Linked DNA regions of Mus musculus: regions 1, 2, 4, 5, 6 and 7 are each linked to region 3. A link is a contact called in public HiChIP or PLAC-seq data. All regions are on one chromosome and are shown on one strand. The core of a region is the stretch at or near the end of the contact, and the rest is flanking DNA. Distances in the headings are between cores, read along the strand shown. Region 1 has its middle 18 kb from the start of Gm28818. Region 2 has its middle 39 kb from the start of Gm28818. Region 3 holds the start of Atic (5-aminoimidazole-4-carboxamide ribonucleotide formyltransferase/IMP cyclohydrolase). Region 4 overlaps Gm45958 (a long non-coding RNA gene). Region 5 overlaps Gm28818 (a long non-coding RNA gene). Region 6 overlaps 4933417E11Rik (RIKEN cDNA 4933417E11 gene). Region 7 has its middle 55 kb from the start of 4933417E11Rik.

Region 1 (3,411 bases), core at 845-3,344, 360 kb before region 3:
CTGTTTACTATGACTCAGGAGACAGAGTGCCTTAGTGACCAGTGCTCAGCCTGGTCAAGAGTTTAACCTACACGAATCTAAGCTTACCAACTGTGAGTCATGTAACTAATCGTTCTATTCCTTAGGAAGTACTCACTAAATGATGGCTGTGGCTTCTATTGTCTCCAGCAGCTTGTTTTCTCCTTGTAAATGTTCATCTCACCCCATCCCAGGAATCTCTGCGAAGAGTTCTGGGTGCGCCTGGTCTTCACTAATCTCTTTCTTTAAAGTCTGCTAAAGAAGAGTCTGAGTGAGGAAGGAGGCCCTGGAATTACTCCTGTCTCTTCCTTGCAACCACATTCTTAGCTAAGTTTCTTGAGGGTGAGGCAAGGGCACGGAGACTCATTCTTCTTGTTATTTGGTTCTCTGTCCCTTGTGGATTTCTCCTGATCCTCTCTCTGTTCCTCTTTATGAACTAACCTTGGTAACTCCACGTTTATGTGACCTGAAATGCCATTCATCCCTTTGCTGTGTGGCTATGTCTTATGAATTAGAACATGTCCCAGTGAAGGGAGGAGGAGAGTGTCTCATACTCCAGAAGGACCTTGGTTTGGTTTCTACTGCTGTGAAAAGCACCATGACAAAGCATCTTGTCGAGCAGAGGGTTTATTTCAGTTTACAGTCGTAGTCTATCAGTCAGCTAAGTGAGGGCAGGAATTTAAGGCAGGAACCTAGAGGCAAAAACTGAAGCAGAAGTCATGGAAGAGTGTTGCTTACCGAATTGTTCCTCCTGGCTTGCTTTCTTAGACATCTCAGGACCATCAGCCCAGGGATGGCACCATTTACAATGGACTGGAACTTTCTTATACCAATCACCAGTCAAGAAAACGCCTCTCAGGATTGTTCACAGGCCACTCTTATGGAGCATTTTCTCAATTGCAGTTCCCTCTTCTCAAATGATTCTAGTATTGTATCGAGTTGACAAAAAACAAACCAGTGTAGAAAAGTAAGAAACTTTACAGGGTCCAGAAAGCTAACAGAAGTTACAGGGCTCAGGAGGCTTAGACAGCTACACGATTCACAAGGTTTGTCCCCAACTTTATATAATCCGTAAACAATCTAGGAAAGAGGGGACTGGGGAAGGGAAGGCTAGGGAATGGAGACTCTTTAGGGAAACTGCTTGCAAGTTGGACAAGGAGTGCCCATGATACAGCTCTAACATCATCTGAGAAAACTGAAACAGTCATTTTTATTGCTGTGTAGAACTTAAACAAACAAAATTGTGTTTGTGTGTTAAAACCGTTTACAAGGTGAATTCCAGGACAGTAAGGGATATACAGAGAAACCCTGTCTTGAAACAAACAAACAAACAAACAAACAAGAAATATAATAGATTGCATTTTAATATGAGGTGATTCTAGTTACAGGCAAGTGGGAGGTGATAGAACCCTTTCTTCCCTAGCTCGTGGCCGACGTCTGTCCATCTCAGAACACGGGGAGAGTTGAGAAGTTACAAGTAGTTTGCTATATGACTGAGTCCATGAGCCTGGAATTAGATATTATCTGAGGCTGTGTCCTAGCCCAATCAATGTGGGACTTGGGGAAGGGACAAATCCTAGCCTACAGAAGAAAAGGACAGGAATTTATTGACTCCTGATTGGGAGATTTTTAAGCCAGTTTGTTCCCAATCAGTACACCATTCAGTTTTGCCTTTTCTCTAAGACACCGTCCCTTTCTATAGAACTGTAAATTAGGAACTGCTTCATTTTCACTTGTCTCCTGAATTTATTCTCATCTTATTTCCAACAGGGAGAGACATCAATGCAAATGCTTTTCCCCAATCCTAAGGTTTTCAATATAAAAGATGGAACATAGCCACCAGTGATGACTACTTTCCTACTGCTACATATAATAGTTTTGTTATTTATACTAAAACCACAATGAACTTTCAGAGTGTTTTAACTAACTCAAGACTCAAGGGAAAAAGGAAAAAAAACCAAAACACTTTTCAATTTAAAGTGACAATTCCTTGTTTTCAGTCAGGATGTTTCCTCTAAGAGGTCACAAGGCTCTTACTCAGTGGTTGTGTGGGCAGCTTGGGTCATAGGGCAGGGTCCCTCCCACACCGGGAAAAGCAAGCCCATTATTTTTGGCTCTGTGTCTAAGAATATGGATCTTCATGAGCTCAACACAAGGAAAACACTTTTCATTTAATGGTAGCTATGGACACGGCCCTTGTCTCTCTGAAGACAGCTCTGCCTAGCCTGTTTTGAGCCTGATGTTTTTCTACGTAGCTAGCCTATGAAGGCTGAGATGGAGAGGTAATGGGTGAGTGATGGGTGATGTAGGTGGAAGGCAAAGACACCACACAAAACCAAATCTGGTTATCATGACGCTCTGAGAGTCCTGGGAAGCAGCTCCAGGTGTCGTTGGTGCAGAACCTGCGACAAGTGCATCTGACACCAGCACCATGTCAGTATCCTTTACAAAGAGTCAATACATATTTCTCTAACTTGCTTTGATTTATTCACAGGACACAGGACTTGATGTGCAACAAAGATAAAGATACAGGATTTGATGTGCAACAAAGAGACTCATTTCTGGATCAGCTCTTTTAAACCTGAACTGATCAAAATCCAGTCAATTCATTTTCTTTCTTAGTGCATTAGAAAAGAAAGAAAGGAAGGAATATCCACACTGTGGCCCTCACTTAAATCTGTCCTATTCATTTCTTACCTAGAACATCAAGCATGTGATCCAAAGTTTGTGAGGTTTGTCAGTTTACACCTACCTCTGGCATGAACACAGAAATGTATAGGGCTGGTGAGGTGGTTCAGTGGACAAAGGCACTTGCTATCAAGCCAAAGGGCTTGAATTAAACCCCAGGATCTACATGGTAGACAGAACTGACTCCCATAAGCTATCCTTTTGTCCCTGACACATATATCCCCCCCTCTCTTTCTCTCTCTCTCTTTCTCTCTCTCTCTCTCCCTCTCATACACACACACACACACACACACACACACACCATCTTGCCACTCTGCCCTTCCCCCTCTCTTTCTAGCTTTGTTTCTAAGCTTACTAAAACTTCCAGAGAATTCAGCAAGTCATTCATCCTCAGCTAACCCAGAGGGCATAGAATGATACCAAAAGGACTTGCAAGATAAAAATACACACACACACACACACACACACACACACACACACACACACACACCTGCTGGCCATCAGCTTAAGAAGCCATTATGAATGGCTTTGCTCCTCTCATAGTCCCTTCTATAGATGTCATAGACTCAGAGAAAATTCATAGGTGGCCAGGCTTGTGGTAAGCACTTCACCTACTAAGCTGTTTCAATGGTCCTTTACTGATTTTTGAAATGTTTAGTGTGTTTACACTTAAAGGGGCTTTACTTAAGGCTCTAAATCAATTTG
Region 2 (3,847 bases), core at 1,043-3,542, 380 kb before region 3:
GCTTGCTGTGCCCACAGAGGCCAGAAGACAATATCAGATCTCTGGGACTAGAGTTTAGGTAGTTATGAGCCACTGTGTAGGTGCTAGGAATGGAACTAAGGTTCTCTGGAAGAACTACCAGTGTTCTTAACTGCTGAGCCATCTCTCTAGTCCACTTTGAAATTTCAAGAGAAAAGTCCACAGTAACTCACATTTATGTATGTATGTATGTATGTATGTATGTATGTATGTATGTATTTATTTTTGCGACAGTCTCTCTACATAGTCCTGGAATTCATTTTCTAGACAAGGCTGGCCTCGAACTCACAGAGATCTACCTGCCTTTGCCTCCCAAATGCTAGGATTAAAGGTGTGTGCTACTCTGCCTGGTGATTCAGTAACTTAAATATATATATCAAACTTCCCTTGAGCATCAAAGTAATTGTTTAACAACAGATTGATGCAAATTTGAAATATATGAATTAGAGCAATTTGGAATTTATTTTGTTAGAATGATCCATGACCTTTAAGTTTGAAGAAACCATGAAATCTTGGATATTTAGCTTGTTTTTCCTCTGATATTTTCTAATTTAGAAGATGCAAAATCCCACCTGATACCACCATAGCAGCAAGTGTGTTGAGCACTCATATTATCTATCTATCTATAAATTATTAGTTCTCCTGAATGTCTAGCGTGGGAGATTTTCATTTAAGAAGAAAGAGAGTCCATGATAGCAACCTAACATTTTGCTGGGGCCTCTGGAGTGACTTCCAGTGGTGGCTCTGAAGGACAGAGTAATGGGACCTGACAGTCACCGTCCTCTCCGAGGTCACACTAAATGTCATGATGCTCACCATGGAGTAGGTTCTTTAACAAGAGTAAGGTGAATTGCTCTCTCTTTGCGCATCTTGTGCAAAGTATGAACAGAAGCGGCAGAAGCAAGAGTGAGAGAGGTAGGGAGGGAGGGAGGGAAGGGGGAAGGGAGGGAGGGAGGGAGGGAGGGAGAGAGAGAGAGAGAGAGAGAGAGAGAGAGAGAGAGAGAGAGAGAGAGAGAATATTTTTTTAAGGTCTACCTGGGACAGGGTGAAAGGTGATTTATTGTATTCCAGCAGACAGAAGTTTACCACTGATGTTTTAAGCACTAAAAGACCCGTTCACACAATCGGGGAGGGGCCACATGACTTTAGGCTTTATTTTAAATACACATCCCTCACGTTTGTAAGACTATTTTTCTCCAGTTATCACAGTGATTATCCTAGAAAGAAAAGGGGTTTAAGGAATGATGGAGAGAACAGGGACAAGTGAAGAGTTGGGGAGCCCTGCTTATTTCCAACCTGTCTAGGACAGGAAGAAAATCATGACGCAAAGTCTATAGGGCAGGAGGTTAGTGTGCTACGGGTGTTTCGTGGAAAGAGATTAGGGGGCACCTACTGGGGCAGAGAATCTACCTAGGGCTTCCTAGCCAAGGAACCAAAGATTTTCTCAAACATCGACTTCTCTCTCTCATGCCAGCGGAAGATCCACTTTGTAACATCTGTAAACGTAGTTTCATGCAGACAGTCCTATGTAGGGGTTACTCAACCTCCTGTTTTTACTTTTGAGTCCTGGCCGGGCCATCAATCACCGTCTTCATTGTTTGGGAGGACTTTCAGTTGCACAACTTTCTGGGCACGCCTTAATTCAACCAGACACAGTGGAAATCATTGCAATTCTGCTTTCAAATGTTTGTGGTTGGTGCGTATCTTTTAACCAGCACTTCCCCCACTTGAAAATGTTTAACTAATAGTTCATAATAAATCTGAAAAAGGGAATTCTCCTCATACCCCTCCTACCTCTCTCTCTTCCTCTTTTTCTCTTCCTCCTCCCTCTTCTCTCCCTCCTCCTTCCTCCTCCTCTCCTGCCTCCTTCCTCTCTCTTTCTCCTTGCCGTTATCTTTTGAGCCACAAAACGGCCAACTAACTGGCTTACAGCAGGGCAGCATTGAAGGTTCCCCATTCTGTGCAAACACCTTTGGAGCGAATCCTGTGGCAGGGAAGAGAGAGCAATTAGCTTCCTGAAGTCTCAGCCGGGTCTGTTAATGAACGCTGCTGGCACTGTAATTTACAGATGGGATTATGACATTCCCACCTCTACTCAGGTCCTGCTTCCTCAACTCTCAGAGGTGAGGAGATGATGAATGAGTTAATATTTGTTCAAGGATTTGCAGAAAAGCAGCGTCTTAAAAGCTGCCGCAAATGGCGCTTCTACGCAGTTCCCTCTAAGTGAGAGCAAGAGAAGGAGACTGGAGCAGGACACCAGGCTGCTCTTTGCACTCTGCACACCGCTGGGACACAGAGGCCTCTTGCCTGCTCATGGCAGTACTTGTTCATGTGATGTTTATAGGACGTGGGAGGCGCAGTTAACAGCTTTCCTCACGGACTCCATCCAGTATCTTCTGGGAGCATCTCCTTAGCCTCTGCCCTCAGAACCTGCCTCAGGCCCAGTGCTCATGAACCTTCATCAGAATTTCCCATCAAGTGAAAAATTCTTTCGAAAGGTCCTTTAGGGCCCAGTCAGATGACGGAGTAACTGCTTTGAGAAAGTAATTTAACCCAGTGCATTAACCATGGCAAACTTCTCAGAGAATCTTCTTCAAAGGTCAGTATATTAACAATAATAAATCCAGAAGAGGGAGAATGGTCAGGACAGTGTCTCTCATCAAGTCTTGAGCATGCGTGAAAGTCTGTGCAGAATTCAGGTATTGTCTAAATTCTCACAGACATCTTGGGAGTGGGAGTTATGTTTATTTTGCTTGTGGGGTGACAAATCCAGAGACATTCCTTAACCTGCCTTAAGTCACACAGCTGGGAAGCAGCAGGGCCGAGATTCACATCACCAAGTCTTGGGCTTTTACGTTTATAAACTCAAGGCATACAGGAGAGGCTCTTATCCCTAAGACCTTGCATATGCTTTTCACGTAGAAGATACACAAACTCTTACTAAGTACACTGAGTTTAGTTATCCTCTGTATGATGCTGGAAATCTCACCTTTCCAGGGCAAACATTTTAAGTAAACAGAGAAAGGTCTGGGAGTATAGCTCAGCAGTACATTGCTGGCCTGTGCTGCTCTCTCTGTGACCAGCACTGCTGTAACAACAATCTACTTTACCCTCCCCGCCAGCATACACACACACACACACACACACACACCCCTCAAACAAAGCACAAAGAAATGAGCTGTGCTTGTATGGAAGCTGTGGTGGATCAAGGGGAGATAATGTGGGAGTTGAAGATTCTCTCACTCATCAACTGAGAATTACCAAGGAACACCCCCACCCCCACCCCAGCTCCTCCAGCCTTTGAAGTCAGATGGAATCAACAAGTACCTGGCTACATGAAAGGCTATCTGTGTTTGGCAGATCTCTGAGAACCTTTTAGCAGCCAACTAAATGGTCAGCATTTGTTAAGCACAAAGACTTCCTGGCCTAGGAGGAAACACGGATCATGTCTTCAAGGGATGCTCACACTGATAAAGGACCCTGAGAACTTCCGATGCCTGTATCCATTTCAGGCACGCCCTGGACCACAAAGGGGAACCTCTGGAAGTGAAGTTCTGAGGGGAGCTGGCACTCCTTGATGGCAGTTTTTAGTTGATGACAGTTGATTCTCTTTCTTTAGGTGAAGTTCCCATATCCTCCAAGTCAAAAAAGTGAGGTGACTGCAAAGGAATGTGTTACAGCCTTGCAGGAAATCCACAAAAAAATTCCTTTCTCTTCTGAAGTTCAAAGGTGAAACAAAGAACGGGAGCAAGCCACTTTCAAAGTTCAGAACTGTGCTTTTACAAGCTGACTTCTAACAGTAGCTGTGTGGCCTCAGATATGCCACAAA
Region 3 (3,640 bases), core at 1,103-3,602:
TAGTAGGTCACGATCAAAAGCAATGTAGGAAAACAATCTGAACTTATCCTGTAGTGAGGAGTCAGATTATAAAGGGATCAATGGGAGAAGTAGACTCTTTTAAAATCTTTTTTTGGGGGCTTATGATTTATTTCTTCCTGTATCTTTTGAAACTATGAACTAAAATCTGTTATAAACTGAGGGATTACAACCCTCAACCACTTACCAGCATGGACCGCAGGGTGCAAGGTTTTCACGCGTCCCCCTAACATTTCAGGGAACCCTGTTAGCTCAGACACATCTCTGAAAACAGAGTAATAAAACAGTTACTGAATTATCACTTTCCAGGACTCAAAGCATCTCCCACCAAATCTACAAGAGGTTTTTTTTTCAAGTCCAACTTAAGCAAAGCTTTAAAAATTTTCACTGTGTTGGATTTCCTAAATGTTATTCATATACTGCAAAATGTTATATTTCCTAAATGATATGTTTTAGAAAATCAATTAGGTATTAAAGCACTGGCTTTACAATGTCCAGACTCTTAACAACCTTTAATTATGAAATTCAAGGGCAGTGGTGGCACACGTCTTTAATCCCATCACTCAGGAGGCAGGGGCAAGTGGATCTCTGTGAGTTCAAGCCCAGCCTGGTCTACAGATAAAGTTCCAGGACAACATAGGGAAACCATTGCCTGAAAAACCAAAAGCAAACAAACAAAGCAAAGAGATTCTACTGAGAATCATTTATAGTGAATTTAACAACAACAAAAACATTAAAAATATGTTTGGACTGGAAATATGGCTCAGGTGTACAAAGTTTGTCTCCCATGCACCAGGACCCGCATAAACAAACAAAAACACTTACTCTTTAACAGGACATAGTTCTAATTTCTAAAAGATATCCATACTCCAACTCACTCAAGGAGGAAGAGGCAGGAGGATCACAAGTTCAAGGCCAGCCTGGGCAACCTACAGAGACCCTGGCTCTAAGTTTTAAAAGTTTCTGAAGCAAAGCATAAAAAATGAACTAGGGATACAGCTCAGGAGTGGACTGGACATTGGGGTCAGTCTTCCATACCACCAAAAGAATACGAGAAGGCGTAACGGGGCAAGCAAATACTGGGCAGTGGCGTGGAAATATGAATGACCATCTGAGAAACATTTAAACTAGGCGATAGACAATGCAAGAACTCCTCGTACTTCATCGTAAATGCCACAGCAACAATGGCCTACCCATACCAGCTCCACAGTAACTCAACTGCACCTCACAGGAGCCTACTTGTCTGCTGTCCCTGATGCTCCGGACTCCCATAAGTCACAAGAGAATCCACTGAAGACATTTACTAAGTAAAGGCATTCTTGCTGTCTGAAGCTGTCAAATGTACAGGGGTTATGTACTGCTTACACAAACAAGAGTTATGAAGAGGTGAATAATTTACCTCTATAGGGATTCTCCACAAACCAAGAGTTATAATGGCAATGAAAACAGCCAGGGAACTAAGGTCTTTTTCCTTTTCTACCTTCCAGACCTTCAGGGTCATCTCCTGACATCTCTTGTCAAACCCTTCCCACTGTTAGTCAGGAGATGAGTGTGATCGAGCCACTGGTACTTTCTGATGGGTGAGGCTATGAAGAGGGAGATACAGATCTTCAAAGATGTTACAGTCTAACTGTGCAACCAGTCAAAGCCAGGCCATGGAACCTGAACATTCGTGTTTATTCTGCATAACACATGGCCCTCCGAAGTTAATTTGTTTGCAAACAGTGGCTGGGTGCTAGGACTCTAAAACTCAAGGCTCCCTAGTTCTAACCTAACTTCTCCCTGTGTTTTGTCAGTTTTTTGCATGGCTTTCTGGTGAATATGGTCACAACGTTTTTCTCCCTTTAACGCTACCTACTGCCTTACCTGACTGCCAGGCCAGCATCCCTGATCGCTTTTGCCGTGCCTCCGGAAGCGACCAGACTCAAACCAAGAGACGCGAGACTTCTGGCAAATTCCACGAGGCCAGTTTTGTCAGACACACTGAACAGGGCTGAAAGAGAAGGCAGTTCTCATTACTCGCGGCTTCTGGCACCGAGATCTCCCGGGGAGGACTCCTGGGAAGGGGACTCATGCAACTGCAGGCCCAGGGCCCAGCACTGGGGACACCCAGCCTGCAGGCCGGGCCCGGGGCCTCCCCAGCTCGGCCAGCGGCATGAGTGGGTGGCGGGGATGGTGCAGGCAGGACCCCTATGATGCATCGCGAGGGCCTCACCAAGCTGAGACGGAGCCATGCTGCGTTGGGTCGCGGAGTCAAGGGACGGACAGGCCACGTGCGTAGGCAGGCAGGCCGGACCCCGCGGTTCAGGAAGCAGTGGGCAGGGCGTGTCGACCCCACGTGACCCCGAGGTCCCGCCCCTCCTCCAGTGAGCTGCAGCCTAGGGTGGAAGGCGCCGCTGGGCGGGGCGGCTGCTAACTCCGGAGCCTGGGATCTGTAGCCGCGGGCTTCCTCTTTCCGAACCCAGATCTGGGCGTGGGGACTCGCGGTTCGCGCGCATCTGGGGTGCTGCTGCTGAGGTCCCGGGAGGTGGGGCCGCGGCGGCTGGAGCACTGATTGGGGGAAACTAGCGAGAGGACTAAACAGACCCTGTCTGACGATGTCAGAAAGGATTAGAGAAGCCTTCTGCTATGGTCTCCCTTTTACAGGTCTGGGAGACCTACGCATGAAGTCATTGCCTCCACAGTTGAGAGCCCCAAAGAAGTAAAATGACCGTCATTTGAAGTTTTTCATACCACATTATAAAATGGCCTGGAATTTACATCAAGATCACCATGTGTAAAATGCTCTTTTCCTTCAAGCCCAGGTGGCAGGAGTAAAGGTTTCAAGACTTAAGTTATTAAAAATAGGAATAGCAAAATTGAGCTCATCTGCTTCTTTTTAATAAAAGTGACACCTTTGGCACAAAATAAACATATCTTGCTGTATACACAGCCCTATTTTTTTTTTTTTTCCGAGACAGGGTTTCTCTATGTATTCCTGGCTGTCCTGGAACTCACTCTGTAACCAGGCTGGCTTCGAACTCAGAAATCAGCCTGCCTCTGCCTCCCAAGTGCTGGGATTAAAGGCATGTGCCACCACTGCCCGGCTAACAGCCCTATTTTTAACATTAATGTTTAGAATTAATTTTTTGATTATGTTTTCTTTTGTAATGTTCTTTAATACAATTCCAAAAAAGAACTTAAAAATTCTATAAAGGAGCCTAAAATTGTACAATTCTATAGAAAGCTTAGCTTTTTATTTCCAGTCTAGTCTCCCAATCTGTGCAAAGTCCATTTTCCTATTATTTGGATGCTAGTCTGCTTCTTGTCTTTCCTCTCTAATAGTCCAATCTCTTTTTCCTTCTCCAAATATCTATTGATCAAATATCTATCTCATTTTTCTGACCTCAGAACGTGTTAACTCCTTGCTCTGAACACCTCTCATGTTTCTAAGGAAGATATATTAGGATCATGAGAGTGTCTTCAGGATGTGTTCACAACTTTCAATGTACAGAGGTGAACAAGGTTCAGAAAGATCATTGCAAGTTTGGAGCTAGTTTGGTCCACACTTTAAGTCCCATACCTGCCAAAGAAACAGCAAGACCTTGTCTCAAAAATGTTAAACAAACAACAAAAGGTGACA
Region 4 (3,781 bases), core at 155-2,654, 280 kb before region 3:
ATTTCGCTTCAGTTTCCTCATAACCCACTACACTTATTTATTGTAATGGGACAAGTTGTCTCAGACTCCTGGAATGACATGTCTACTTGCATATGGCATAAAGTTCATAAAGGAATTGCTTTTCTATTCTTTTAAAGATTATTTTTGTTGTTTTAATCATGTGTATGTGTGTGGGTGCATGCACATGAACGCAAATGCCCACAGAGATCAGAGGTGTCAGGGTTTCCTGGGGCTGGGATTACAGGCAGTTGTAAGCCACATGATGCGAGTGCTGGGACTGGAACTCTGGTCCTCAAGAAGAGCAATATGTGCTCTTAGCCACTGAGCCATTTCTCCAGCCCCAGGAATTGTCTTCCTTTAAACAGAATTCTAATATTTATTTAGTGAATGTGTGCCCATGTATAAGCACGTATTGGCCACAGCATAAGTATGCGGGTCAAAGAACAATTTACCTACTACCGGAAAACAGAATCTCAAGTCATCAGGCTTGGTGGCGAGAGCTGTTACCCACTGAGCTATCTTACTGGCCAAAGGAATTGCTTTGAATGTTGACAGAAGTAGTTCTGCTATCGATATTTGTCACTGTGATGGCTAATATTGATTGTCAATTTGATTGAGTCTGGAATCACCTAAAGAGACACCCCTCTGAGATGCTGGTGGTATTTCCGGGAAGGATAAACTGACAGAGAAAGAGTTTCCCAGAATGCTCAGCACCGGCTAACAGTGACCCGGATGTAAAGAAGTCCAAGGGACAAGCAGCGCTGCGGTGAAACCTTTGTTGGCAGCACACAGATGGCAGGCAGCAATGCTTGAGTCTGCCGCTTTGTGTTTGCAGCTGGCCTCTCCTCGAGTCTTCCATGGCCCCCTTTCCTGGCTGCTCACTCATCAGAGGGCACGTCCTTAATGTGCGGCGCTGACAAGGCATTTCAGTCCTGCAGCTAATTAAAATCACTCTTCGGCTCTGTGTGACGGGTCCTTCAGACTCATAAATCAGAAGTTACTAACGATGTGCCTTTTCTTTCTCCTTGTCATTTATTAACAAGTTGATTGCTTTCCTCATGTGTACCCCTCCCTCTCACCCCTTCCCCTCAATAAAAATACCGGTTAAATAAATAAAACTACTGAAGAAAATGTCTGGTGCATTTTTGGCTTTCTGAGCCAGCAATACACAAACAGAAATACAAAAGTGGGGGGAAAAAAACCAACCAACCAACCAACAACAAAAACCATCCAAACAAACAAACAAACAAACAAACCCAACCCAACCCCGCTTTACTCTCTGTTCAAGAACGAACATAAGAAACCAGCTTGGGGTGAAAAATAAAACCAGTGATCTATCCGTTTCAGACCCGTGAGTCATTCCTGGGCGGAACTGAGACAGAGTTACCTGGGGAATGCAAACACAGCCTGGCCAAAGTCCAAACATCCCAGTGACCAAACAGAGGGATCCCCAGGAAAGAAGAGCCGGGAAGCAAAGCTCTTGACAGCATCAACGCTGGTGAAAAATGGCCTTGGAGATTTTTCATTAAGGATATCTGAAACCACAGTTCTTATCGCGCGTCGCTCCCCCTTTCTTAGTTGGGGCCACAGACTGTCTGTTCCCTCCAGTTTTATCCCATGCTAGAGGCACGCTGTGTTCTTGAAGGTCAGATCTGGTGGGGTGGATGGGTTAGGTTACCGTTCTCAGCTGGTGAAAAAAGGGAAGCTTCGAAGCTGTCCGTTCTCTCCTAAGAGCAACACGCAGCAAAAAATAACGCTTAAATTCATACTACTGATGGCGGCGGCGAAATGGGATAATTAAAAACAGCAACTTTGAATAAATCTAATCATTAGCGGCCGTAAAGGATGCACTAGAAGAATCTGAGGAAAGGTTGACTTGTGCCCACAGTCGACCCGGTCCTTAGAGGGCTTTTCTTGCCAGACCCTGCAATGGCTGGTTCCTCAAACACTAATTCCCCATTGCCCCAGTTCTGTTCCCTGAGAGAGTTTTTTTGAAGAGAAGAAACAGTCTTTTACTTATTTTGTAGTTGCCAGATACAATAACTCAAAATCAAAATGAAAAATTCTGCTTGGTTATAGCATGCGAGCAAAGACACTTAAATTTTGAAATCTAATAGTTAAGCTGTAGTTGGGGGGCAATATGCTTTAAGCTGCCATGGAAATGATTTTTTAAACATTTTCTTTCTTTTTTAAAGATTTATTTATTATATGTATGTATGTGAGTACACTGTCACCGTCTTTGGACACACCAGAAGATGGCATCGGATGCCCATTACAGATGGTTGTGAGCCACCATGTGGTTGCTGGGAATTGAACTCAGGACCTCTGGAAAAGCAGTCAGTGCTCTTAACCGCTGAGCCATCTCTCCAGCTCCACGGAAATGATTTTTTAAAAAGTAGCAATGAAAGTAAAAGAAAGCATGAAGAAATAAAATTAAGAAATGCTTTTTCAAAATCGCAGAGCATAGCCTTAAGTGTCTTTACTAGAAGGAAGCATGCTATAATATCATGTTTCATGTCAGGAATGTACTCAAAGTACCTGAGTCTATACCCTGGATTACTGAGAAAAGGGGCTGTATTAACTCTTTCTTAATGGGGAACAGTTAAACATAAATACTTAAAATGCTTTGCCCAGATGTCTAGCTGCATGGGTAATGAAAATGGGGTACAATAACACACTGGAGTCTCATTCAGCTATGAAGAAAAGGAAATAACCCCAAAAGTGCTGTATTGAGCAAGGTGATCCAGACTCAGACAGACATCACATCTATTCTTTCCTCATAGGTCCTACCTCTCAATGTATGTGTACAATGAGCACAGGCCAGCAAGCTGGGGAGGAGAGCACAAGAGAAGAGAGAGATGTTGAGGCAGAGGGGCAGACAAGATGGACATGGGACATGAAAGCAGAAAGGATGGGTGAATAAAAGAAGGGGTGTTGGGTGGCAGGGAGGGGGAGACACGAGGGAACATGTTGGAAAGGTGCCATAGTGAAACCCAATTTTATGTATGTTAAATAAACAGGTTTATTTTTTAAGTGTCTTTACAAAGATTTATACTGTAACATTAAGCTAGGCAATGCAAGTAGCCTCCAGACCCGGGTGACAAAAAATCCAAAGATTAACTTTTGTTCATGCTGCATGTTCACTGTCCTCGAAACACCATCAATAATATTGACATGAAAACTGGACTGGATCCCGAATTCATGTAGTTTCCTTTAGTATCTGGTGGCAACTCTCAGGCGCCTGTGTTTTCTTATTGGTTACACAGGTTCTTGTCAGACTTTAGTTCCGTATATCAGGTTTGATTTTTCTACGTGATTCCCTATTCATACTTCATACCGATTGCCTGTCAGAGTCCTCAGAACCACAACTTGTGACAAAATGATGTTGGTCCAGGGTTTTAAGATGATAGCCAACGCCTGAAAAACAGATAAAACTGAACTTAACCAAATCCAGGCAGATGGCCCAAGAGTCACTTTTAAATGTGGCCCAATGGGTCTTGATATTGTTGATATTCTTCCCACTATTGGATCAGACCAACTGTCTCTGAGAAACAAGAGCAATGTCCCAATTAGTGAAGTGGAGGAGAACTTCCCCATGCCAAGATGGCGTTACTAAGGTCAAGCTCAGAGGAAGAGGATGTCATGCTTTCATATTTGAGATAGGAGCTAATCAAAAGGCTCTCTGAACGTCCTTATGCACATAGGCTCATGATGAGAACTGTTGGAGGAACTCTCTAACAGCACACAATATTCCAGATAAAATTGCATGAATGAAGAACTC
Region 5 (3,704 bases), core at 209-2,708, 340 kb before region 3:
TTTCCTTCGCCTTGATGCTAACCTGGTGGCGGGTTGACTGACAGTATTGGTCTACGGACAGAGTTCTTGCTGCATTGTTAAGTGTGGTGTGAGGAAACACTGAACAGGTAGAGAAAGAGAAGAAATATCTTTTCACAAAAAGACTGGTCCAGTCGCCAAATAATATTAATCCACAAGCTAAGAACAGTTTTCCTACCCAAACCAATGAGAGAGATAATAATTGCATTTTAGCTTATTTGTGTCTGTCTGTCTGTCTGTCTGTCTGTCTGTGTATATAGAGGACAGAAGTCAGCTTCATGTATTGTTCCTCAGACACCATCCACCATCTTTTTAAAGACAATGTCTCTCACTGGGACCTGGAATTTGACAAATAGTCCAGGCTGTCTTGGCATCCAGCCCCAGAGATTCACTGTGTCAATTCCTCCCCACTGCTGGGTTTGCAGACACAGGACTTCTCATCATATTTTCACATGTGTTTGCTGGAGATCAACCTTAGGTCCTCCAATACTTTATAAACTAAGCTATCTCTGTATCCAAAGTTACTGATCACGTCCATCATCATTATCATCATCATCACCAACAACAACAACAACATCACCACCACCACCATCACCACCATCACTATCATCACCATCATCGTCTAAGAATGGAGTCTCATTGTTGGCTTGGTGTTAGAAGGGAACCCTGACTCCCAGCTGAAAGATGTCTGCCAATTGAATCTCATCTCACCAGACAACAAAAGCAACATGTAAGTCAAGATCAGTTAGAGGTTGTCTTTGTCAGGGTTTCTATTCCTGCATAAACATCATGACCAAGAAGCAAGTTGGGGAGGAAAGGGTTTATTCGGCTTACACTTCCATACTGCTGTTCATCACTGAAGGAAGTCAAGACTGGAACTCAAGCAGGTCAGGAAGCAGGAGCTGATACAGAAGCCATCGAGGGATGTTCTTTACTAGCTTGCCTCCCCTGACTTGCTCAACCTGATCTCTTATAGAACCAAGACTACCAGCCCAGAGATGGCACCACCCACAAGGGGCCTTTCCCCCTTGATCACTAACTGAGAAAATGCCTTACAGTTGGATCTCATGGAGGCATTTCCTCAACTGAAGCTCCTTTCTCTGTGATAACTCCAGCTGTGTCAAGTTAACACAAAACTAGCCAGTACAGAGGTTTTATTTCTTTCTACTAGTAACTTGTGACGTGCTTTTCTTTTAGCGTCAAAATCCAAATATCTCTCACCACTTAATTTATTGTCACACCTCCAAAGCCCATTTAGAGGCAAAGTCACCTTTAACCTTAACAGCAAGAATGATGCAAAGTAGGTAAGCAAGCAACATTCCTTGGGGCTCAAGTATTTTCAAGTGCTTTTTAAAACAGCTCCTTAGTGTCTGGTTCCAATAATAAACGCAGAGCCAACTTCCTGCTCTCTCTCTCCAGTGTGAACTATTAGTCACTCACTCAGCCATTCCCCGGGGCAGGGGCTGCAGCACCCAGTCTCAGGATGAGTCACTCGGTAGGCTCGGAAACAGAATGCTGATGAAAAACGCTGTTCAAAAGTGATTTTTTTTGTTTGTTTGTTTATTAGCATCCTTGCATGGCTCAGTGATGAGAGCAGATCCTATCCTCCAAAGGAGGAAGCTTGAGAAAATGTGAGCAAGCAGAGCTCCCAAAGGCACTCGGCTTTTTCTACTGCGTTTGCTGTAAAAATTGAAATGACATTTATTTACTTACACACAAGTGTACGTGTACCCGGGCACACACGTGGAAGTCAGGGAAAACTTGCAGGATTTGGCTCTCTCCTCTTTGCATCTGGTCCTAGATATTGAATTCAGGTTGCCACACTTTGGCGGTAGGGGCTTTTGTCCACTAAGCCATCTTACCAGCCTATGGTAACTACATGCGAAATGACATCATTAAGATTCTATACCAATCAAAACTTTTCTCTGGCTCTGAAAGGACCAGTTGGTTCTCTGGTATTCTCAACTCCCTCTGAAACATATGGGCTAAGCAAAGTGTGATTAGATTCCCCTGGACCCGTGGCTTAGGAGACAGACCAGCAATGCAGGGATATTTTTCTGGCAAAATTTATCATTGAATTTAGATGCTTAAAAGAAGTTGAAGAGAGGCTGGAGAGATGGCTCAGCCGTGAAGAGCACTTGTGAGTCTTCTAGAGAACTGGGGGTTCAATTCCCGGCATCCACATAATTGCTGACAATGGTCTGTAAGGTCAGGTCCAGAGTTAGAGGATTCGAGTCCTTCTTCCAGCCTTCACCAGTACTGAATGCACAAAGTGAGCAGACACACAGACAAGAAAACACTCATAGGTATAAAATAAAAATAAATAAACCTTAAAACATATGTAGTTAGAGAGTGTAAAGACATAGCCAGAGGATCCTCCTAACCCAGTGGGAAATGATGACATCTTAGAACGCATGGAGAAGGGTAAGGTGGGCTGTTTGTAGGAACTTTCACATGGAAACATTGCCACAATGATAACATAGGACCAGAGTAGGACAAACTACTTCCTGCAAAGCAGGGGTTCTCAACCTGTGGGGCGCGACCCCCTAAGGGGTTGAGGGAGCCTTTCACAGAGGTGACCTTCAGACCATTGGAAAACACAAACACTTACATTATGATTCACAACAGTAACAAAGTTATAGTTATGAAGTAGCAAGGAAAATGATATTATGGTTGGGGGCTCACACAAGGGAGCATATTAAAGGGTCACAGCATCAGGAAGGTTGGGAGCCACTGCTGTAGGGATAGAATGCCTTTTGATATCCCATTTCCTCTGTCTTCCTATAGCAATCTCTTAGCCTCTGATACCTGGTGATGCAGACTAAACTGAGCAGTGAGGCTTCTCTTCCCCGCTGGTGTTCCTTCTGCTACTGTCCTTTGCAATTTGGCCACCGTGTTTCCTGGGTCTTCCTGTCTTCCTCTGATAGCATCTCTTGTTCTTTGATGACTTTCCTCCAGCCTGACATCTTTGCGTCACACAGCACTCTCCAGGATGGGCTCTTCCACGTTGTCCTGGGTTTTGGTGGGTGGGGCTATTGATGGGTGGTTGAGTAACGTGCCTTTTGAATGAGCAGTGGATGCTGAACTTCCAGATGAAATCTGCGTCCCTGCATCCCACCATGCTCCTATGCCTGGTATTTAAAAAGTTGTTTGGATCAACAATTTTTTTTAACCTTAAGGAGTAACTTCACTGGAAAAAAATAGATTTTTGAGACTTGCAGAGGAACAATCAGTCAGCAGACTCATAGATGTGTGTTTTCTCAAAAGGTACCTCTATGACGTCTCCCTGTCACCTTGTCTTAGTTCACCACCTGCCCACTCATCCTGGAAGTCAGACAGACTGCCCTGCAAGGTTTCAGATGCATCTTTAGAGCAGGGGTCAGACAGCCTACTGGTTCTCTGTGGCATAATCTTCTTAAGAACCATGATTCAGTGCTAACTCTCATAGACTTCGTGAGACTTGCAGACGCTGAGGGCATCTGCCACTCCTCAAGGCTCCTCTGTGACTCCCGGTCTCAGCTGCTTTGTCCTTATTTCTGTGTTTTGTGGCAATAAGGGCTCCTCGGGAACAGCTAAAGGGCACACACTGGTTAACCAGACAGTTTCACTTTAAGCTTGTACTTTCCTTTCTTTATAATAGGACTCCTCTCAGAACACAGAGCTGTCATACGGAAGACAGGCAATCT
Region 6 (3,780 bases), core at 180-2,679, 410 kb before region 3:
TGGGCCAACTCACTGCCTGCGAGGTAGTGCTCATTATACAAAACTCTAAAATGTTCTTTTCGCCTAGATCAGCTGGGCTAAGTAATTTCAGATGGAACTGAGCACGGCCATTAGAGTTATAGTCAGGCTGAAGAATGCAAACAAATCACTTATCAGAATATTGTTTGTAAGAAGGATCAGGTGGCACCCAACAGCCCACCAATTCCACTCTGTACCCCGTGGGTTTTGTTGGCTTAGCCAGCCTCTTCATGAGGAATGTTGGTTTCTTAGTATAGACTTGGCATTTTTTTTTTATGTGTAGAAAAACATATGGCTATTTTAGATAATTGTGCTTGGTGCTGGTAATATTGTCACCTACTTCTCTTGTTACACATTCCAAAAGTATTGCCATATATGTGTCTCAAAGGAAGCTTAGCAAATCACAAGTGAATATTATATAGAGAATATTTCATATCTCTCTCTCTCTCACACACACACACTTCTTGGGTAAAGTACAAAATATCTTCTGTCATCAAGGATTCATTTGTTCACTGTTGTTTCTTGATTGGTAGAGGAAGTCCTGTTAGTGTGTTTTAACAGAGGTTAGCATCTTGAGCTCAACACAAGATGGAGAAGGACAGTGAATGGGTCCAGCAAGGCAATAGTAGGTTCCTGACTCGAAGATAAAAGTCCTTCTGTGTTGAAATGTATGTTTCTTGAACTTCAAAATGCATACTTGTGACCCGAGAATCTTACTGGCATTCGGGTTATGTTTTAGGAAGATGGGATGAGACCTGAGAAGATGAATTACTGTCAGGCTCTAGGTGATGCTGAGGGATGGAACTGGTTTGGAATAGCAAAGTTACAGTTCCTTTCTTTGGTCTCAAGACTTGTCAGGGATGAGCGTCTAGGTTGTATTGTGTACAGCAGCATTTCTTGCATACCTAGAGGAGAGGTGCCTTGCTCTCTTCCTTTCTTCCCCAAGCAAGAACAGCACAGAAGCAGCAGCAATTGCCAGAAATGGGTCGGCAGTATTCTAAAGGAGTAAATGGCAGCTGGCAGTTGGCCTAAGTGGCCCATGGACAGATTAGAGATTGATGGCCTGAACTTGAGGAAGCAGAGACCAACTGACTCAGGAAAGTACATAAACTACCACCACCTTGGAGGATTCCCAGGGAAAGAGGCTGAGACCCAGCTTGTTTGATAAATGGAGTCTTGAGTTGCCATAAATAATAGAAAAAATGACCTTTCTTATTTATGTTTACAGGCTGGGGAAACCTGGACTTATGGCGAATGAGTCAGGCTGTGTGTGTATGTGTGTTGGGAGTTGCTGTGTTGACTGGCGTTTGCAATTAGCTGGTGATTATTGACCATCCTGAATGCAGTAGGATCTCTCCAGTAGTAGCAACCAATGGTCTTATGAATCGACACAGCACAAAAATGTCTTCGTCTGCGCATTGGCTGCTGACTTCATTCTTGCTTCCTGGCATTCCTGGAAATGGCCTTAAAGCAGAAGAATGTTGAGGGATGAATCATCTTCTTGTCTCCTGCAGAGGAAAGCCAACATTTACCTTCCCTTCCTACGCAATTGTGTTCTTGAATCTACAAGGCAGAATGTTGACAGGTTGACTTGAGACCAATGAATCAACAGGGAAATTACTGAATGAACGAATCTATAAAGTGAAATAGAGGTTTTGTCAGCACCATCCAGGCAGCAGATGGATGGAATTCAAGAAGGGACAGTGCTGAGACCTGACTGCACATTTTTCTTTTCTGAGTATTAATGATGGAGAGTAGTTTAATCTGTGAACTCTCTCTCTCTCTCTCTCTCTCTCTCTCTCTCTCCAAGAACCACATAAACAAAAAAATCTTGGGCCGAGGCAATGGCTCTGCTAGTAAAGTGCTTAATTTGCAGAGGACCAGAGTTAATCCTGAGCAACTCATGTAGACAAAGTTGAGTGTGGTGGTGGTAGGTGATTCTAGTGTTGGGGAAACAGAGACAGGTAGATCCTGGGCTTCACCAGCCAGTCAGCTTAGCCTACTTGGTGAATTATGGATCACGTGAGAGACTTTGCCTCAAAACCAACTAACCAACCAATCAATCAACCAACCAACCAACCAAACAACCAAACAACCGTCCCTCCTCCCAAGGTGAATAACACCCAAGGAATAACAGCCAAGGTACACCCACACTCATAGGTACATGGCATGCACACTAAAAAAAGAAAAGATTCCTTGATAAATGTCGGTTGGGAAGAGTATTTAGAATAGACTGATATAGGTGCCAAGTCTCTAGATAGGGAGGGGAGCCCAGTGAGAGATAAGGTAACGGTTAGCTGGAGTATGGACAAGAGATTCTCTATTAAAGACAAATACAAATGGGATTGTTACCACTACCACCACCCCCATATAGATGCCTATGTAGTATCTGCTGTGTGCTAGCTACTGATCTATGGGCCTTCAGTGAGGAAACCTTGTGTCAGGATTATGGACATACTCTCTCCAGAGCTTTGAATGTCCAAGGTACAGTAGCTTAGTAGCTCTATCCCTTCCCTCAGCATAAAAACGCAGTAAATTTTTATTTACTGAATAGACAGGGGGTGAAGAGATATGTTGTTACTTATTTTTACTTTCTTATTTCTTCTGGTAATTTACAACTTTATCAAGTATAGGTATTGATTGCTGGCTGGCTGGATGAATTTAGAGGTGGGTCTTGCTGTATTTCCTAAGAAGGCCTTGAACTTCTGGGCTCAAATGTCTCTCTAACCTCAGTCTCTTGAGTCGCTGGGACTAGAGGCATGTGCCACTGAATTAAATCTAGCTTAGATCAAATCAAGGGGAAAAGAGTTTCTGAAGTCGACACTAAGTAAAGGTGGTTTTGAAGAAGAGAGAAAGGAGGGTCTGGAGAGAGCTCAGTGGTTAAGAGCACTGGTTGATGTTCCAGAGGTCCTGAGTTCAATTCTCACAGCCCACATGACAGCTTTAACCATCTATAACGGGATCCAGTGCCTTCTTCTGCTGTGTGGATGTGCATGCAGACAAAGCACCCACATACACAAAATACATGCATGAATACATTTCTTTCCTTTTAAGGAAAGAGAAGTTTTAATTTCTTTTGTGAAGTTTGGTGACATTTTTCACCTTTAAAAATGTGTGTGTGTGTGTGTGTGTGTGTGTGTATGCCTATGCATATGCATGTATATGAGTGCATGTGCATGCACATGTGTGTGCATGTGTGTGGGAGCATGTGTGTGTATGTGTCAGTGTGTGTGTGTCAGTGTGTGTGTGTAGGACAGACATCAGTGTTGGGTGCCTTTCCTCAATTCACTTTTGGTTCTTGAGACAGAGCCTCCCACTGAGCCTGAAGGGTATCGGTTTGGCTAGGCTGGCTGACAAATGAATGTCCAGGCTCTGCCCGACTCTCTGCTCTCAGTGCTGGAGTTAGAGATGTGAACCACCACACCTGGCTTTTTCACGTGTGTGCTGGGCTCCAACCTGGGTCTTCACATTGCACAGCAGGTACTTTATCAACACGCCCATGTGGCAAGCAGTTTTGAGTTTTACACTGAGCTCTGTGGTGTGGTCCGACAGGAATTCCCTTGGTTTTACAGTTGCCCCACCCCCTCCACCTGCCCCAGCTAGTTCATTAAAGCACAAATGAAATCTAGAAATGTGCATGGATCAACTGAACTCTTGACCCAATATTTATTGAAAATGAATCAATTTTTCCTTTGCCAGCTGCTGGTCAACCTGTCTCACCAGGAGCTACTCACTGAAAGCAAGCCATGTCAGAAACCATTG
Region 7 (3,377 bases), core at 19-2,518, 500 kb before region 3:
AGAGTCTAGCCTTGTCTCTTCAGAGTGGAACTCCTCCTATGGGCTAGCTTTGCTCTCTGCTTGCCAGAGATTTTCCTTAAGTCCCTATCACTGTCTGATGGCTTGCCCTGCCCAGCCCTGTCCGATGCCCTTTCATGGATGCTACTGCCAATTAACCCTTTGTTTATCTTCCTGTCTGTCTCCTAGTGCACCCAGATGGCATCCTGCATTTACCAGGGCTTAAATGACAAATGCAAAGTTATAATCTGATAGGAAATGATGAATGTTAGAAAATTTTGTTATGTAAACAAATCCACAATAATATTATGCTGCTTCTCCTCCTCCTTTTTCCTCTCTCTCTCTCTCTCTCTCTCTCTCTCTCTCTCTCTCTCTTTCTCTCTCTCTCTTTGGTGCATATGTGTATGCATGGGGTGCAGGTCAGTGCTGGCTGTATTCTTCTATCATTTGCCACACTATTTTTCATTAAACCTTAAGCTAACGGATTGGCTAGACCAGCTCTGGGGATCTGCCTGCCTCTCCACTCTTCCCCACCAGGGTTACAGGTGCTACTGTGCCAAGTTTTCTATGAGGGTTCTGGGTATTGTAATTCAGGCCTTTCCTCTTGTAAACAGCAAACAACAAACAGAAAAAGCCATCTCCTCAGCTCTCTTATGTCATTTTCTAAGATATGAAGATGTATACGTGATGAAGATACCAAGACAATAGAAGGAGGAAAGAGGTGCTTGCCAGCAACCCATGGACCAGATGTTTTGATGCTATTTCAAAAACTTAAAAGAAAAACAGTTCTAAAGGCTTTGCCATATTTGAAATATGTATTTAAGCCCAGATTTTTGTGTCAAAGGTAATGTTTTTAATATTGGTAAATAAATCTCTAAATTGTTATGCTCTGTAAATTAATATACTTAACACTAAAATATAATTTAAAGTATCCACATGAGCAAAACCATCTGTGCTGACAAAGAGGCCGGGGGAAACAACCTTATATTTTCAATTAAGTACTGGAAGGCATTCACCAATGGCTTTCTACCTGCGAAATGCTAAGCTCACCAAAGAGCATCCACAGAGCACACTTTGAGAAACACCCTGCTAAAAACAAAATTCTGAAAGGTTTGAGGGGAGGAGGAGATCAAAAAGGCAGTAAAAATCCATCTGTAACACATAACCGAAGGGGAGAAACAGTGGTGGACAGACAGACATGGTCCCGCTAACGATGGGAGACAATGTAACAAAAGCAAGCCTGCAGATGTTTGCAGTTACTTTAAATAGTATGGGATATTTTCATAGGAAAACCCTTTACTGCAATGCATTTGCAATAGTTGGAGCAGTGTGGAGTAAGCTGGAACATGTGTTTTTGCTGGAGAGGCAGGAAAAACAGTTGACTGATTGTGTTGTTTAGAGGGCGGCCCTGGAACCGTAATATTAACCCCTTGGCTCTCAGTGCTAAGTTTCCTTTTTTTTTCAGTTCTTTGTGGCTGTGCTTTGGGGACATTGCAGGTAGGAGGTCACCCACCTAAAAATGCATCACAAATGCAAAAATGCTTCCTTGCTGGGAGGAAGAGGTTTGTCATTACCATTATTTGTCTCTATCTTATTTCAAAACAAAACAATGCTTCTTGCTGTCTCATGAAACAAAGAACAAAGCTTCCCAAAGTTTGAGCAGAGAAGAAGGGTTTTGGAGAGAAATTCTGTAAGAAGGATGGGGTGTTTATTGACAAACGTCTTTTTCCAACTCAGCTGTAGCCAGCCTTCTTTAAAACGTTTGTGGTAGGCTGTCCTTGTTCTCAAGAGCAAGAAGACCTCTATGTTCAGCCCAAATTACACACACACACACACACACACACACACACACACACACACTGGTACCAGACCACTGCCGTGTCTGATCTAAGTTAATCTAGTTTCTCATCTCTCATTACCCCTCTGGATACCCTGCCCTGTGTTCTGCAAGAATCCCTCTTAAACCTCATGTTTGCTCTTAACAATTCCCTGTTTTTCCTCAACAATTCCAACATCCACATCAGTGGTCCTTTTATCCTGCTCTTGGGGTAGGTATGAGTCCCCGCTTTTCCTCTTCTTTATTGCTGTGGTCCATTTGCCCTTAATAAATACTAGAGTAACTTTTTCTTTCTTTCTTTCTTTTTTTAAAATTGGGTATTTATTTCATTTACATTTCCAATGCTATCCCAAAAGTCCCCCACATGCTCCCCCCCCACTCCCTCCCCCACCCACTCCCACTTTTTGGCCCTGTCGTTCCCCTGTACTAAGGCAGATAAAGATTGCACGACCAATTGGCCTCTCTTTCCACTGATGGCCGACTAGGCCATCTTCTGATTCATATGCAGCTAGAGACACGAGCTGGGGGTGGGGGGTAATTGGTTAGTTCATATTATTGTTCCACCTATAGGATTGCAGATCCCTTCAGGTGCTTGGGTACGCCCCTTCTTAGTTGAGTTTTTTGGTTGTGTTTGTTTGTTTGTTTTTGTGTTTCTGATGCCTCCACCCACCTTCTACTCTATTATGTGACCACAATTGCTGAGATTTATTTAAAGTTGCTCTCATTTATAATGGACACATGCTCACCTACTTTAGCTTACTATAGCTTAGTATTTGTGTGTGTGCTTGCTCTTTGTTGCTTTTGGTCCTCATCACCATGACTCTTAGGTCAGTAGGAAGAAAGGGATCTTTGAGGTGCTTGCTCACAGATAATTGTGCATCACTCATGGCTAGCATCCCAGATGACCTGAGGAATGGGAAGTAGATAACTACCACAGATGAGGAGGTAATGTGTGTGTGGCTGTGTCCTGTCACGATGATCACAGTGGGAAGTAGGGCTGCAAAGTGAGGCTGATGATTTTCTGAGGCGAGTGTGCAGTTCTGGCCACTCTAATTCTCTCCTAATACGTGACAGTCAATGCACAGATCTCCAAGGAGCTGCTTAGCCCACAGTGGGCATGCTCACTGGGCTGATGCAGAGGCACTTGACTCATAGGAGACCGGAGGATGGGGGTGACTGAGGTTGGAAGGAGGAAAACACAAAAGCATAAGATTGCAGGGAAGGGAAATTGAGGGAAAAGGTTGTTATGATTTGAATGTTTGTGCCCTCCTTAAGTTCGTACACTGGAACCCTCCCTTTGCATTATGTCTGTATAAGGGTTATGGTATTAGGAGGCAGGGGCTTGTGACTGGTATAGTGCTCTAACGGAGAGGCTCCAGAGAACTAACTCACTGTGTAGCCGTGGATGACATGGAACGTCTGATCTTCTTCCTGTCTTCCTCTCTTGACTGATTGGATTACAAGCCTGAGCCACCACCCTGCTTTATATGGTACTGGGCGTGGAACCCAGAGCATCATATATGATAGGCAGGCACGCTACCAA

What was found. HiChIP or PLAC-seq counts read pairs in DNA pulled down with a chosen protein or histone mark.
Region 1: an H3K4me3 HiChIP or PLAC-seq map of bone marrow-derived macrophages shows a contact between it and region 3, with 7 times the contacts expected there. The contact joins the enhancer-like site here to the promoter of Atic in region 3. A contact is called at or near these places in 2 of 39 promoter capture datasets (the 3T3-L1 cell line and hippocampal neurons), 1 of 484 Hi-C or Micro-C datasets (granulocyte-monocyte progenitors) and 6 of 115 datasets of contacts at active chromatin or transcription factors (the NIH/3T3 cell line, astrocytes, bone marrow-derived macrophages and 3 more).
Region 2: an H3K4me3 HiChIP or PLAC-seq map of bone marrow-derived macrophages shows a contact between it and region 3, with 6 times the contacts expected there. The contact joins the enhancer-like site here to the promoter of Atic in region 3. A contact is called at or near these places in 3 of 39 promoter capture datasets (the 3T3-L1 cell line and hippocampal neurons), 5 of 115 datasets of contacts at active chromatin or transcription factors (bone marrow-derived macrophages, embryonic forebrain, microglia and 1 more) and 1 of 9 other capture datasets (adipose tissue).
Region 4: an HNF4G HiChIP or PLAC-seq map of pancreatic cancer cells shows a contact between it and region 3. The contact joins the enhancer-like site here to the promoter of Atic in region 3. A contact is called at or near these places in 2 of 484 Hi-C or Micro-C datasets (nephron progenitors and uterus), 3 of 115 datasets of contacts at active chromatin or transcription factors (bone marrow-derived macrophages, embryonic stem cells and pancreatic cancer cells) and 1 of 9 other capture datasets (adipose tissue).
Region 5: an H3K4me3 HiChIP or PLAC-seq map of bone marrow-derived macrophages shows a contact between it and region 3, with 3 times the contacts expected there. The contact joins the enhancer-like site here to the promoter of Atic in region 3. A contact is called at or near these places in 7 of 115 datasets of contacts at active chromatin or transcription factors (astrocytes, bone marrow-derived macrophages, embryonic forebrain and 4 more) and 1 of 9 other capture datasets (adipose tissue).
Region 6: a FOXA1 HiChIP or PLAC-seq map of pancreatic cancer cells shows a contact between it and region 3. The contact joins the enhancer-like site here to the promoter of Atic in region 3. A contact is called at or near these places in 4 of 39 promoter capture datasets (the 3T3-L1 cell line, the C10 cell line and pre-B cells), 1 of 15 datasets of contacts at CTCF or cohesin (the NIH/3T3 cell line), 1 of 484 Hi-C or Micro-C datasets (bone marrow-derived macrophages), 8 of 115 datasets of contacts at active chromatin or transcription factors (astrocytes, bone marrow-derived macrophages, craniofacial prominence and 3 more) and 1 of 9 other capture datasets (liver).
Region 7: a contact with region 3 is called in an H3K27ac HiChIP or PLAC-seq map of embryonic stem cells, with 3 times the contacts expected there. The contact joins the enhancer-like site here to the promoter of Atic in region 3. A contact is called at or near these places in 8 of 39 promoter capture datasets (the 3T3-L1 cell line, 3T3-L1-derived adipocytes, cranial neural crest and 5 more), 1 of 484 Hi-C or Micro-C datasets (bone marrow-derived macrophages), 13 of 115 datasets of contacts at active chromatin or transcription factors (acute myeloid leukemia, astrocytes, bone marrow-derived macrophages and 8 more) and 2 of 9 other capture datasets (embryonic stem cells and pancreatic islet).

What each region holds. Positions count from the first base shown.
Region 1 is chr1:71,915,859-71,919,269 of GRCm38.p6, reverse strand. No RefSeq gene overlaps it. Among named protein-coding and RNA genes, the nearest start is that of Gm28818, 18 kb to the right of the region's middle. Within about 2 kb of position 2,094, at least 26 of the 459 cell types and tissues checked have an H3K27ac peak or open chromatin away from gene starts, as enhancers often do. A contact at or near this core is called in the NIH/3T3 cell line and bone marrow-derived macrophages, where this site is marked.
Region 2 is chr1:71,936,571-71,940,417 of GRCm38.p6, reverse strand. No RefSeq gene overlaps it. Among named protein-coding and RNA genes, the nearest start is that of Gm28818, 39 kb to the right of the region's middle. Within about 2 kb of position 2,292, at least 66 of the 459 cell types and tissues checked have an H3K27ac peak or open chromatin away from gene starts, as enhancers often do. A contact at or near this core is called in adipose tissue, bone marrow-derived macrophages and pancreatic cancer cells, where this site is marked.
Region 3 is chr1:71,555,868-71,559,507 of GRCm38.p6, reverse strand. It overlaps Atic (5-aminoimidazole-4-carboxamide ribonucleotide formyltransferase/IMP cyclohydrolase), which reads right to left and starts at 2,352. Exons shown (of 16, transcript NM_026195.3): 1 at 2,234-2,352; 2 at 1,885-2,011; 3 at 206-282. The coding sequence starts at 2,252.
Region 4 is chr1:71,835,069-71,838,849 of GRCm38.p6, reverse strand. It overlaps Gm45958 (a long non-coding RNA gene), which reads right to left. Exons shown (of 3, transcript XR_001778963.1): 3 at 3,005-3,417. Among named protein-coding and RNA genes, the nearest start is that of Gm45958, 14 kb to the right of the region's middle. Within about 2 kb of position 1,404, at least 71 of the 459 cell types and tissues checked have an H3K27ac peak or open chromatin away from gene starts, as enhancers often do. A contact at or near this core is called in pancreatic cancer cells and uterus, where this site is marked.
Region 5 is chr1:71,891,550-71,895,253 of GRCm38.p6, reverse strand. It overlaps Gm28818 (a long non-coding RNA gene), which reads left to right. Exons shown (of 3, transcript XR_373492.3): 3 at 1-1,419. Among named protein-coding and RNA genes, the nearest start is that of Gm8883, 5.3 kb to the right of the region's middle. Within about 2 kb of position 1,458, at least 91 of the 459 cell types and tissues checked have an H3K27ac peak or open chromatin away from gene starts, as enhancers often do. A contact at or near this core is called in adipose tissue, astrocytes, bone marrow-derived macrophages and 2 more, where this site is marked.
Region 6 is chr1:71,968,295-71,972,074 of GRCm38.p6, reverse strand. All of the region lies in intron 1 of 4933417E11Rik (RIKEN cDNA 4933417E11 gene), which reads left to right. Among named protein-coding and RNA genes, the nearest start is that of 4933417E11Rik, 35 kb to the left of the region's middle. Within about 2 kb of position 1,429, at least 17 of the 459 cell types and tissues checked have an H3K27ac peak or open chromatin away from gene starts, as enhancers often do. A contact at or near this core is called in the NIH/3T3 cell line and pancreatic cancer cells, where this site is marked.
Region 7 is chr1:72,058,527-72,061,903 of GRCm38.p6, reverse strand. No RefSeq gene overlaps it. Among named protein-coding and RNA genes, the nearest start is that of 4933417E11Rik, 55 kb to the right of the region's middle. Within about 2 kb of position 1,268, at least 29 of the 459 cell types and tissues checked have an H3K27ac peak or open chromatin away from gene starts, as enhancers often do.